Regions from separate parts of the Mus musculus genome. Here regions 2 and 3 are each linked to region 1. Evidence: chromatin contacts called from public HiChIP or PLAC-seq data. All regions are on one chromosome and are shown on one strand. Each heading gives the region's core, a stretch centred on a gene start, on an enhancer-like site or on the middle of the called end of the contact. The rest is flanking DNA. Distances are from core to core; before and after follow the strand shown. Region 1 overlaps Acer1 (alkaline ceramidase 1). Region 2 has its middle 23 kb from the start of Adgre1. Region 3 has its middle 4.3 kb from the start of Ranbp3.

What was found. HiChIP or PLAC-seq counts read pairs in DNA pulled down with a chosen protein or histone mark.
Region 2: a contact with region 1 is called in an H3K4me3 HiChIP or PLAC-seq map of bone marrow-derived macrophages, with 4 times the contacts expected there. The contact joins two enhancer-like sites. A contact is called at or near these places in 1 of 15 datasets of contacts at CTCF or cohesin (embryonic stem cells), 1 of 115 datasets of contacts at active chromatin or transcription factors (bone marrow-derived macrophages) and 1 of 9 other capture datasets (embryonic stem cells).
Region 3: an H3K4me3 HiChIP or PLAC-seq map of bone marrow-derived macrophages shows a contact between it and region 1, with 4 times the contacts expected there. The contact joins two enhancer-like sites. A contact is called at or near these places in 2 of 39 promoter capture datasets (embryonic stem cells and pre-B cells), 3 of 484 Hi-C or Micro-C datasets (the Ba/F3 cell line, CD4 T cells and embryonic stem cells) and 4 of 115 datasets of contacts at active chromatin or transcription factors (bone marrow-derived macrophages and embryonic stem cells).

Annotation. Positions count from the first base shown.
Region 1 is chr17:56,956,171-56,960,648 of GRCm38.p6, forward strand. Acer1 (alkaline ceramidase 1) reads right to left here. Exons shown (of 6, transcript NM_175731.4): 2 at 2,955-3,069; 3 at 2,727-2,868; 4 at 2,143-2,280. Among named protein-coding and RNA genes, the nearest start is that of Mllt1, 23 kb to the left of the region's middle. Within about 2 kb of position 2,096, at least 102 of the 459 cell types and tissues checked have an H3K27ac peak or open chromatin away from gene starts, as enhancers often do. A contact at or near this core is called in bone marrow-derived macrophages, where this site is marked.
Region 2 is chr17:57,333,182-57,337,659 of GRCm38.p6, forward strand. No RefSeq gene overlaps it. Among named protein-coding and RNA genes, the nearest start is that of Adgre1, 23 kb to the right of the region's middle. Within about 2 kb of position 2,305, at least 49 of the 459 cell types and tissues checked have an H3K27ac peak or open chromatin away from gene starts, as enhancers often do. A contact at or near this core is called in bone marrow-derived macrophages, where this site is marked.
Region 3 is chr17:56,666,645-56,671,122 of GRCm38.p6, forward strand. No RefSeq gene overlaps it. Among named protein-coding and RNA genes, the nearest start is that of Ranbp3, 4.3 kb to the right of the region's middle. Within about 2 kb of position 2,592, at least 72 of the 459 cell types and tissues checked have an H3K27ac peak or open chromatin away from gene starts, as enhancers often do. A contact at or near this core is called in bone marrow-derived macrophages, where this site is marked.

The DNA.
Region 1 (4,478 bases), core at 846-3,345:
CCACCAACCCAAGTCAATAGAGTCAAGCAATCAGTAGTACGCAAACCTCTAAAACCATGAGCCAAAACAGATAGACAACAACAATTAGCCCAAGCCAGGTGTGGAGAGGCACCTTTGTTGTCTCAGAACCTGGGAGGCAGAGCGGGGAGGATCTCTGGTATTTTGGAGGCCAACCTGAGCCACACAGTGAAGTCCTGTGTAGAAAAAGGAAGAAAATATTAGAAAGAAAAAAAATAGAATAATTCTCACTGTCTCTGTCTCTTTTTCATTCTGTTTCTCTCTATCTCTCTGTCTCTCTCTCTCTGTCTCTCTGTCTCTCTGTCTCTGTCTCTCTGTCTCTCTGTCTCTCTGTCTCTCTGTCTCTCTCTCTCTCTCTCTCTCTCTCTCTCACACACACACACACACACACACACACACACACACATACACACACACAAACACACACACACACTATATCTGCCTATACATTTCAATCTGGCTTCAAACTCCTAGGCTAAACTAATCCTCTTGTTTGGCCTCACAAATACTTAGGACTATATAAGTCCTGTGAGGTCATGTGGAACTAATTTTAACTCTTTGTGCTGTCTCAGCTATGTGACTGTAGCAGAAAGCTAGCAATGTTGCTTACTATGTGCTAATAGTTAACACTCAATGAGGTCTTGGGGGAGTGGTGAGTAGGTTATGTGGGGGGTTGTATATGGGTGTGTGTGTGTGTGTGTGTGTGTGTGTGTGTGTGTGTATGCGGGAGTGCAATAGGGCAGTGCATTTTCTGGTAGTCATGTCTTGAAACAACTCAAGACCATAATGTAGCCTCCTGGTCAGCAGAATCAAATCGAGGTCTCCGGAAGAATATTCTAGAGATGAGTGAGAAAGCTGTCCGATATCAATAGACATACAGGTCTGTCTGCTCCCCTCATGATGAAGCCATTCGCTGGATACTTTGCCTAGTGACTTCCAATTGGCTTGACTGATGATGTCTGTATCCCATTGGGCAATGGCTTCCAGTTGGCTTCACTAATGATTTTCACTTATACTGCTCTATAGTGTCTGTTAACATGACCAGTGCTTCTAATTGCTTTGACTTATGGTTTCTGGCTTGCTGGATCTATGATTTCCAGTTGTCTTTATCGTTTCTGGTTGGTTTTGTTAATGGTTTCCGGTTTCCGGTTTCCAGTTTTTTATGGTTTCTTTGGCTTGACCTTTGGTTTCTGGTCGGATTGGCCGACAGTTTACAGTTTGTCGGTTTCACTGGCAAGTTTTGTATAACTTGACCTGTGGATTTCAGTTGACTCAATGATACATAGTCAGCTCAACCTATTGTACACAGTTGGTATACCTGTGGATTTTAGTCTAATAAGAAAGTAAATGAAAAGGACAACCTCTGGACTGCAAGATGGCTCAGTAGGTAAAGGCGCTTGCTGCTAACCTCACAACCCCAGTTGGATGGGTGGGACCCACGCTGTGGTACACAGATGTTGTGATGCACATAAATAAAAATAAATTAATATAAAATATATGTGTGTTTGGTTTTTCGAGACAGGGTTTCTCTGTGTAGCCCTAGCGGTTCTGGAACTCGCTCTATAGACCAGGCTGGCCTCAAACTCATAGAGATCTGCCTGCCTCTATCTCCCGGGAACTGGGATTAAAGGCGTGTACCTCCACCACCTTTACAGTATATGCTTTAAGACAATGTTTGCAGACTGACAGACTGCTCAGAAAGAAGCCTTGCCCTTCCTGCTCACTGGTCAACATGGAGAATGGGTGCCCTCTTCAGGAGACTGGACTCAGAAACTCTAAAAGCACACAGAACTGCTGAAAAGAACACAGCTCCAAAGGGAAACAGAAGGAAACTCTTAGGCAACTGCAACCGCCATTCACTTCCTAAAAAGGCACAATTGTTTTTTGTGATGTTGGCAACAGAACCCACATACTAGAACATATTAAGCAGGGGCTTCACACTTTAACACCCAGCCCAGTGGGAGTCCCAGAGGGACTCCACCCTGACCACAACTCCTAGGGGCCCCACCCTGACCACGCCTCAGACCCTGGTGGGGAGGGGAGGGAGTGTTCTAGGCGGGGCTCCACCCCGACCACACCTCCTGGGGCTCCACCCTGACCACGCCTCCATCACCCAGCACTCACTTCTTGTACTCTGTGCGCACAATGTAGAGGATGTGGATGGCGATGCTGTTGAGAGCATATGCATTGACTGTGGGCTTCACGAACGTCAAGAAGGTGCTGATAATAGTGGTTATAGTTACCAGGCAGCTGAAGTAGAACCTGAGAGTGAGACAGGGTGGGAGAGGTGCTGAAGGACTCAGCGAGATCACCTTGGGCAGCCAAAATAGATAGGACAAACCAAGAACCCTGGAGAGTACATCTGGGCTCAGGAGGAGCCTCTGGGTTTCCTTGGGTCTGCTCAAGAAAGACAGGATTTAAGAGAACCCGGGTGTACCAGGCAGAGATTAAAGAGCCTGAGGTGGGTTAGGAGGATGAAGAGGGGCCAGGGGACTCAAGAGGCCTGATAAGGTCAGGCGAGAGGTTTGGAAAAACATGGAGAGTTCAGAAGATGGAGAACAGATATCTGAGTAAAGGTTATAAGGGTTTTAGGTTATGAGGGTTTTTTGGTTTTGTTTTTGGTTTTGGTTTTTTTTTTTTTTTTTTTTTTTTTTTTTTGTGTTCATTAAATTCCCCTCCCCACAGATGACTTGGTGTGCCTGCTCTACCTGTTCCCCTTGACGAACTTGGGAAAATAGCAACGGGGCAGCCACACACTGTATCCACTGGCCAACAACCACAGGATGGAGATCTCATCCAGCAGCTGTCCCAGAAAGCTGAGTGTCATGTGGAAATACATGGAGAACAGACCTGTAGGAAGGCAGACGCAAGTAGAGGCCGTCAAGGGGAGGGAGCATTTCCAGCACACTTCCCCAGCCTCAAACACGCACACCTACCTATGAGCATGAAGAGGACTGACACTCCATAGAAACACCGGGTACGCTTCTGGGCATACGGATGCATGAGGAACATCATGAGGGGTCCAAAGATGAGGAAGAACACATTGCTGAACTGCAGGAGAAACAAGAACAGAGCTAGTAAGACAAGAGCTGGTGGGAGCTCCTGCCCACCTAGGGCTCATTCCTAAGTACCCCATCGCATGGGCTGTCCAGGAATGAACCAAGATTTGTCCATCATTCAACTGTAAGTTTCCCAGTCATCTTAGTCTGATCCCCAGACTCATTTTATTTTTCTTGTTTGTTTGTTTGTTTTGAGACAGGCTTTCACTCTAAGAGTCTGACTATCTTGAAACTCTATGTGTAGACCTGGCTGGCCTCAAAGTCCCAGAGATCCACCTGCCTCTGCCTCCTAAGTGCTGAAATTAAAGATGTGCACCACCACGCCTAGATCTCCCTTTCTTTTTAAAAATGTTATTCATTCATTAGTATTACTGACCTCTAACTCTAGCAGTCAGTAGGCAAGAGTAGGTGAATCTCTATGAATTCAACCAGCCTTGTCTACATTGAGAATCTCAGGCAGCCAGGGCTACATAGTCACACACACACACACACACACACACACACACACACACACACACACACACACACACCATTATTATTACTAATGGAATCCTGGACCTTGGACAAAGTGCTAAGAAAAAGCTCCCCCCAAACAACAACCCCAGACCCCCATTTGGGGGAGTCTAGGCAGAAGCTCCATTTCTGACCACACCCCAACCTCTCACTGGGGAATTCTAGGCAGGGGTTCTGTCTCCAAGCCTGTTCTTCCTCTCCCCCACTGACCCTGGCCATCTACGGGCCATCCCTAAATCTCCAATAGACCCTACATTCTGCCCATTATTCTACTGGTTCTTTCATTTACTCAATGAGGGGAGCATGGACGACCTACTAAATATTTTCCACATGTTCTCCCTCATTTTCTTCTTAGAGGAAAATTCTAAATTTGTGGGCTCTGTAATTGTGGGCTAAAAATATTCAGGACAGGGCTGAAGAGATGGCTCAGTGGTTAAAGAGCACTGGCTGTTCTTCCAGAGGTCCTGATTTCAAGTCGCAGCAACCACATGATGGCTCACAACCATTTGTAATGGGATCCAATGCCCTCTTCTGGTGTGTCTGAAGATAGCGACAGTGTACTCATATAAATGAAACAAACAAATCTTTAAAAACAATATTCAGGACATGCATACTGAGGTATGCCTTTAATCCCAACACTTAGGAGGCAGAGGCAGATGGATCTCTGAATTTGAGGCCAGCCTAAAAACTACAGTGACCCCCTTTTCTTTCTTTCTTTCTTTCTTTCTTTCTTTCTTTCTTTCTTTCTTCCTTCTTTTTTTTTTTTTTTTTTTTTTGTTTTTTTTGAGACAGGGTTTCTCTGTATAGTCCTGGCTGTCCTGGAACTCACTCTGTAGACCAGGCTGGCCTCGAACTCAGAAATCCGCCTGCCTCTGTCTCCCAAGTGCT
Region 2 (4,478 bases), core at 1,055-3,554, 380 kb after region 1:
AGAAGGCTCAGAGGTTCAGAGTTCTTGCTGCACAAACATGAGGACCTGAGTTTGAGTCCCCAGCATTCAGGAAAGATCTGGGCTTGGCCAACCCTGGGCAGGAGAATTGCTGGGACTTCTGGCTGTCAGCCAAGCTCTGCATTCGGCAAGAGACTAGGTATCAGGGGAATGAGTGGGGAGTGTTAGCCTCCAGTGGCCTCCACACCTGTGACGGTATAAGCACCTGCATATGTAGAATTACAGGTGTGAGTACATCCCACATAGCACACACACTAAAAAAAGCTGAGTCTCAGGGCTAAGCTGTGTTCTCAGCACCCTAGTGCAGTGGTCACAACCCCTTTGGTAGTTGAATGACCCTTCCACAGGGGTTGCATATCACAATATCCTGCACATCAGATATTTACATTACAGTTCCTAACAGTAGCAAAATTACAGTTAACAAAGTAGCAAGGAAATAATTTTGTGGTTGAGGAATTGAGTTAAAGGGCCACGGCTTTAAGAAGGTTGAGAATTACTGGTCAAGTGGCTAACAGAGGCCACAGCACTGCCTGGTTCTCTCTCAGGAAAGTCAGTGCCCGAGTGCTGTCTCACACACATTCTTGGCCAACGATAGACTATGGCACAGGAGTCTGGTCTGAAATGCTTATCACGTCTGAAGGGTCTGCCTTCACTGTAGGGAGAGTCACTGGATTTGCGGGCTTCAAGAACTGCATTAGAGTTCACTAGAGGAACAGGACTGATAGAATCAATAGGTATCAAAGGAAGATTTGTTCGTCTGGCTTATCTGATACAGCCTGGGCAGTCTATAATGGCTGCCTGTATGCTGCCAAGGCCGAGAACCTGGTAGCAGCCCAGTCTATGAGGTGGGTGCTGCAAAGTCCAGATCTGAAGGCCTGGGGTGGGGGGATTTCTGGAGGGTCCCAGGTCTTCAATGCATGTCAGATAAGGATTGTAGGAACAACACAGGGGCAGTAACAGAGTGGAGGAGCTCTCCAGGAAGGGGCAAAGTCCCCCCGTGAATTTCCCCAGAAGCACGTCTCTCAGCTGATTCAAGTTCAAGTTCAAGTCCACAGTCAAGGTTAACCATCACAAGCACCATGGTAACAGAATGCTGCCTGCTCCCATGGTTCTCCCATGAAAAAGAAAGGCTGAATCATGCGATGCTGAGGAGTTAGAGGTCACGAATCTGCTCTTGGAGCCATTCCAGCCATGCCCAGAGTGTTCAGTCCATCTTTAAGGCTCAGGGTGGCAGAAGTTTGTATTAGTCAGCTCAAGTTACGTTTTGCTGTAGTGACTGCCTACGGTGGGTTGACTTGTAGGGTCTGTGGGGGATTGATGTGGGAAGACCCAGCCTGTAGTGGGCCACACCATTCCCTAGGCAGGGATCCAGAACTGTGGAGAAATGAGCATGCTGGCCTTCACTTCTTCATTCTTGACTGTGGTTGTCACGCGGCCAGCTGTTTGAGGTGTGTGTTCTAACTGCCCCACAAAGATGGGCTGTAATCTAGACCTGTAAACTCAACCCCTAGCTTCCAAAGCTCCCTTTTTTTTTTTTTTTTTGGTCAGGATATTTTATTATAGCAACAGAAACTAGGCCAGTCCTCAAAATACTCTCCCTACACTGTTCTAGGGATTTAAAAACATGGATGAAGATGTGGGAAATCGGACATAAGCTTCAAACGCAGGGGCAGACATCCAAGCAGGACCGGTCCGAGGCAGACAGCTGGACGTTAAAGGCACGATCGCCCCCTCGCGGACATGTGCGGTAATGACACAACGTCTGCAGCTGGGCGGGTCGTTTGCAGAGGGGAGGAAAGACGGAAGAGATTGAGTTTATTTGTGGGTGTGCACACGTGTTTACTCACAAGTCTGTGGATATGAGCCTAGAGAGGCCCCCAGGAAGGGACCCTGGTATTTCTGGCATCTCCACCCAGTCTTCTAGAAGGAATGGCCAGCGGCACTACTGGATGATATGGTGTCTTCAATTTATTTTTAGTTTATTTTCTTTTCTGTTTTTTATTTTTATTATTTATTTATTTATTTATTTTTTTGAGACAGGGTTTCTCTGTGTAGCCCTGGCTGTCCTGGAACTCACTCTGTAGATCAGGCTGGCCTCGAACTCGAACTCAGAAATCCACCTGCCTCTGCCTCCCGAGTGCTGGGATTAAAGGAGTGCGCCACCGCTGCCCGGCTTAGTTTCTTATTAAATTTATTTGATTTGTGTTTGTGTGAACGAGTGTGTGAGTATCCCGAGAGCAATAGGAGGCCAGAGGACATTGTGCAGGAGTCAGTTCCCTTTTTCTATCGTGTAGGCCCTAGAGATTAAACTCAGGTCATTAGGTGCAAAACTTCTTTACTTGCTGAGCCACCTCACAGCCCCTACCCTTCAATAATTTATTGTTACATATTTTTCTTAAAAAATGTTTACAACTTATTTTTATCTCTAGTGATTTCTAGGTGGATCTGAGCTTCATTTGTTGAATTGGTACTCTGGATAATTTTATTATTTTTTAAAAGAGAAATGCATTTATCCGAAACAATGACCCTTGTACTGGTGGAATTCCAGCCTATGAAGTCAGGCATAGACTCCAGCAGGCTGTGTTTCCTTGTCTGTGGCGCCGAGGCCCCCATTTTTCACTTCAAGGAACACTTTGCAGTCTAACCACACAGCGCTCACTTGCAGCCCTGTGCTGCCACCTAGCGTCCACGAGTGATATGGCCCCTGGGTTCAACTGTGTATATTCCCCAACTCCTCCCAGATCCGCTGTCATCCAAATCGTCTTACAACACCATGCCTTCTTTTTAAATTTTAAATAGCCCATCCAGTTTAATTTGGGGTGTCCATGTAGTACTTGGTGTGTGGCTATCCACTGGGGCATGGTCAGCCTGCGGGGTCAGGGGCATAGTTTAAAGAAAACTGCCTCTCCCTCCATCAGCAGCCATCAACTGTCCAGCTCCTCAGTTAGGGTGGGCTCATGAGCCCTTCCAACTCCTGCTGTAAGGTTGACTGGTCTGATTATAAGCAGCAGCCACAGGTGCTGTAGTTTATTAGTACCGAGATCCTGCTTCAGTCGTGCCTGACTTCTGGCTCTTACAGTCTTCCTTGTCTCCTCTTGGGGAGAGGGTTCCACCTTATTTTTTTGAGACAGGTTCTTCTATAGCCCTGGAGTTCAGTAAGTAGGCTGGCCACCTTGGGGATACATTGATCTCCACACCTCCCTCTCTCCAGGGCTAGATTATAGAACTTCATTTCCATGCCTGGACTTTAAGTGAGGGTGTGCAGAGCTCACTCAGGGAGCTTTGCTTGCTTAGCAAACACTTACTGACTGAGCCTCCCCTCCCCCCACAGCCTGGGTCTCTCTATGTAGCAGATCAAGGCTGGATTTGTGCTTATAATCCTCCTGCCTCAGCCTCCCCAGTATCTGAGATTTCATAACCTGCACCACGAGGTTCAGCTAGAGTGAGCAGTATCTGTTTTAATAAAAACTTAGGCTGGCTGTGGTGACAAAGGTCTTTTATCCAAGCACTTGGGAGGCAGAGGCAGAGGCAGAGGCAGAGGCAGAGGCAGAGGCAGAGGCAGAGGCAGAGGCAGAGGCAGAGGCAGAGGCAGAGGCAGAGGCAGAGGCAGAGGCAGAGGCAGAGGGAGAGGGAGAGGGAGAGAGAGAGAGAGAGAGAGAGAGAGAGAGAGAGAGAGAGAGACAGAGAGAGACAGAGAGAGACAGAGAGAGAGAGGCAGAGAGGCAGAGAGAGAGAGAGAGAGTGAGAGAGAGAGAGAGAGAGAGAGAGAGAAAGAGAGAGAGGCAGAGGCAGGCACATGCCCTTGAAACTAGCCTGGTCTACAGAGTGAGTTCCAGGACAGCTAGGGCTACACAGAGAAACACTGTCTCAAAAAACAAAACAAAACAAAACAAAACAAACAAACAAAACAAAACAAAAAACCAAACCAAACCAAACCAACCAACCAACCAACCAACCAACCAACCAAAAAAACCCAAACAAACCCCAAACCAAAATCCAAACCAAAACCCAAAACCCCAAAACCAAAACCAAAAACCAACCAACCCCTCCTCCCTCCCCCACTAAATGGGTGTGTGTGGACAGGGCTCAGTAGTGAATACACTTGTCAGTTTCTGATGACCCAAGTTCATCCTCTGGAACTCTTGTGGTGGAAGGTGAGGACCATTTCTTGAAAGCTGACGTCTGACCTCCACATGCACACAGCAGGATACACATTCAAACAAACAAACAAACAAACAAACAAACACATGAGAAAGGACAAGGCGATGGTTGAAGGGGAGGGGGATGCTAACTGCCTCGAGAGGTCACCATTTCACTCGTAATCTACGTACCAAATTGTTAAGGTGTGCATCACCCGACGAGGAAAAAAAAAAAAAAAAAAAAAAAAGGAACGGAATAAACCACACAGCCTGTGTACTTTGGAGTCTCCTCAGCAAGGGAGGTGGAGAGGAGGCCGGTGG
Region 3 (4,478 bases), core at 1,342-3,841, 290 kb before region 1:
GACCGTGGCGACTCTTAACTGCGAGCTGGCTTACCAGTTAGGAGTGTTAGTCCATAATCATCATGGCTGGAGCAGACAGGCACAGGAGCAGTAAGCAGCTGGAGAGTTACACAGGGCCTGCTGTGAGCCCTTGAACCTCCTCCAGCAAGACCACACCCCCTCATCCTTCCCCAGCAGTCCAGTAACTGTGGACCAAGCATTGATTTATGGGCCCGAGGGGCATGCTCACTCTGACACCATGGGAAGAGTCTTTCTATTATGAACTGGGCTTCCAGTAAGATCCAGAGAAGCTGCAGGTTTCAGGCTGGGCAGGAGAAAGGCTGCATGCATTTGGGCTCTGCTCAGTGCTAAGTCAACATTTGCGCCAGATCTCTGTCTGCAAACCCACAGCTGTCTTTGAGCTGATCCTGGACCCAGTGAGTAGAGTGTCTAGCATGCACCAAGCCCCGGGGTTGAAAGCCCAACCACCCAGGCTGAGTGTGTTGACATGATGATAACATGTCATCCTAGCAGAAGGCAGAGGCAGAGGAGGCAGAGGAGGCAGAGGAGGCAGAAGAGGCAGAGGCAGGAGGCAGAGGGTCAGTTCAGAGTCCTCCTCAGCCATGCAGTGAGTTTGAGGACAGCCTGGATCACATGAGCCCCCCCTATCTCAAGCAGTAATAATTATTATTCTGTCTATGCTGGTGTCCATTGCAGCCAACATCAATTGTGTTGAAATTCTCGAGGCTCCAGCCAGATTCTTGGAGCATGGATGGGGCTTGACAATGTAAAGAAACACAGTTGTCACCTCATAGGGGATAAGAGAGTTTATTCTGAAGCTGAATATGCCTAGGATGCCAAGAACACGGTTCCCCAAATACCACAAGGGACAGCCGTGGAAAAGTACTAATAGAAAGAGGACACGGGAAGTCACTGTTCAGCACTTCACAAGGACATCGATTGGCATGCACACTAGGTTGCCAGTAACCCCAAAGCTGAAAACTTCTGCTGTGGGTCTCAGACGATGATGCCTGACTTCATCCTTAGCCTTGGGACAGGTAGAGAAGCTAGTGGTCTCTTTATGCAGTTCAAAAAGACTCACCCAGCTGATACAAGGACAGCAATGACACGGAAGTGACTAATGAATGGCTGTTGTCTTAGTCAGTGTTCTGTGGTGTGAAGAGACATCATGACCACAGGGCAGCATGTAATTAGTGTTTCAGAGGTTGAGTACATTGTGAGAAGCATGGTGGAATGCAGGCAGACGTGGTGCTAGAGACAAAGCTGAAAGTTCTACATCCTGACCCACAGGCAGCAGGGAGAGACTGGGATACACTGGCCAAACTTGAGCTGATAAAACTTCAAAGCCACCGGGCATTGGCGGCACACGCCTTTAATCCCAGCACTTGGGAGGCAGAGGCAGGCGGATCCTCCTAATAGTATCACTTCCTATGGACCAGGCATTCACACACGAGTCTACAGGGTGGCATGGGTGGCAGGGAGAGTGGGCTAACCACACCAGCTGTTAAGGGGCTAAACAGTCCGTGATAATTTGGCTCTGGATCTGCAACATTCCAACCCTCTAATGTCAGATGTTCTAACCATCAGTCTTAGAGATTCTTCCCACAGGGGTGGATTTTCTCCCTTTCCAGGAATCTCAGATCACAGGCTCCATCTCCTTACTATGGCTGAGTTCCCCTGTAGCCAGAGTGGGGAACAGAGTGGCTGGTTCAATGCATATATGCTGGTGACACTGGATTGGGTGGAGGATGCGTCCTTCATTCCTCCTTGGATTCCCAGTCCCAAGACTGAACTGACCCTTGTTGTTGCTGCTACCGCCGCTGCAGCCTCCTTCTCCTCCTGCTTCCCTCCCTCTCCCCCTCCTCCTCCCTTGAACAGTGCACCCTTGTCCTGTGGGACTCTCGGGTCCAGGAAGCTCTCCGCGGAATGAGGGAGCCCTTTAAACACCGCACAGCTCTTGGTGCTGGCGACCAGAGCACTAGGAGATGTCGCCCAGACGACCTACAAGTCCTGGGCAGGGCCTCTGCATGCAAGCTTGAGGACATGAGTTCAGCTCCCCAGAATCCACAAAGAAGCCGGGTGCAGGGTCTGTGACTTCAAGAACTGGGAAGCCGGCTCAGTGCGGAAAGGGTGATCCCAAGTCTGCAGTTTGTTCCCCTCAACAGCTGAACAGCAGCGCTGCTGGGCCGGGGTGCATGGCGGCACACGACGGCGCCGGGATTGCAGGACAGGGCGCAGGGGTACCGTTGGGTAAAGTGAGGAAGACACCTGATGGACCTTTGGATCCTCATTGACGCGCACGCACACTCATGGGCGGGCATTCACGCACAAGCACCCGCTGGCTCTGACATCGCAGTCCTCTGCTGCCCCCCAGTGGCCACTGTGCAAAACCTCTTTCAAGTTTGGATTTGGGGGTCTCGAGGCGCCACAGGTTCTGTCCACATATCCAGTACAAGACAAAGAGAGGTAGGAGGATCTCCCACAAATTTGTGCTAGCCTGGGCTAGAGTGAAATCCTGTGTCAGAAATACAACCAACCAGCGCATGGCAGTAAAGGCATACATGCACCTCACAACCCAGCTCGGGAACTGGGACAGCAGGTCAAAGGGTAAGGTTATCTTCGACTGCATAGGGAGTGATGCGAGGCCAGCCTGGGCTGCATGAGTCCCTGGCTCAAAATAATTAATAATAATAATACGACAAACCTACTCTCAAAGGAAGGGAAGCTGTGTTCCTGTCCCCTGTAGGAACTGCTATATACTTCCACTGAAGACAAGCTACGTTGGTTTTGATTAACACATGTCCTAGTCGAGATGAAATGGACCCCTATTTCTGGATGAGAAGTGGGCCAAAGAACTTCTCTTTCTTCTTCTTCTTCTTCTTCTTCTTCTTCTTCTTCTTCTTCTTCTTCTTCTTCTTCTTCTCCTTCTCCTTCTCCTTCTCCTTCTCCTTCTCCTTCTCCTGCTTCTGCTTCTTCTTCTTCTCTCTCTCTCTCTCTCTCTCTCTGTTTTTCAAAACAGGGTTTCTCTGTGTATCCCTGGAACTCACTCTGTAGACCAGGCTGGCCTTGAACTCAGAAATCTGCCTCCCTCTGCTTCCCATGTGCTGGGATTAAAGGTGTGTGCCACCACTGGTCGGCCCTTTCTTATTTTCTTATTTTATATTTGAAGTCATGGAACTCATTCTGACCTTAAACTCACTGTGTAGTTGAGGTTGACCTTGAACCCCTACTCCTCCTACCTTGCATGCCGGTGCTGGGATGACAAGCGTGTGTTTTATGCGGTGCTGCAGATGGAAGCCTGGCCTTGTGCACTCTGTGTGACTGTACGGCCGACTCTGCTACAGCCCAGATTTCAATCCCCGATACACACAGTTCTCAGTCACCAAGGATTATTTCCTGGAATTCTGGCTGAGTGGAACTGAAGGCTGAGGGATAGAAGGCCACCAGCCCCCCACAGCAGAATCAACTCATAGTGTAAACCTAGCCTTCTGGGTCCAGAGCTCCTGAGTCTCCGGATGTCCCTCAAAAAGCCACTGCTGGATTCTATGCAGTTGGTCACAAGGCGTCGCAGAACATGACGTGTGACATAGCTTCAGACTGTACAGAGATTTACTGACACAGAGCCACAGGGATGGCAGCACCGTTGTTAATTTTCAATTCTAATTTACTCCTGGGTACTGTATGGCTGGGGATCTCCCTGGAGGGAGAAGGTACCACGCCTGACCACTTGTACCCCAGTGACCAGAGTAGGAAGCTAGTAGTATTTAAAGTACATTCTTTTTTCTTTTAATTTTTAAAATTTAAATTTTAGAAAATAATTTTTTTTAAAGATTTATTTTATTGATTATATGTAAGTACACTGTAGCTGTCTTCAGACACTCCAGAAGAGGGAGTCAGATCTCGTTAGGGATGGTTATGAGCCACCATGTGGTTGCTGGGATTTGAACTCTGGACCTTCGGAAGAGTAGTCGGGTGCTCTTACCCACTGAGCCATCTCACCAGCCCAGAAAATAATTTTAAAATAAAAATTTTATTATTTTATTCCATGTGGATGTCTGTGTGTCTGTACGCGGGTTTGTGCATGTAAACACAGTTCTTAGGGAGGCCACGAGAGGCCATCACAACCCTGGGAGCTGGGCTTACAGGATCTTGTGCATTGCCTGATGTGGGTGCTGGGGAGAGAACTCGGGATCTCTGCAAGAGCAACCAGTGTGCAGAACCCTTGAGCTGTATAATAACCTGTTTCCTTGTTCAGTTTACAAAGATCTTTCTGTTATGGCTTGGGGCAGTGGTTCTCACATGGTTCCCCCATTTGAGGGTCACACATCAACTATTTACCTTATGATTCAGAATCGTGGAAAACTTACAGTTATGAGGTAGCAAGGAAATGCTTTTATGGCTGGGGATCACCACACCATGAGGAGCTGTACTAAAAGGTTGCACTATTACGAAGTTTGAGGTCCACTAGTTTAACAAGT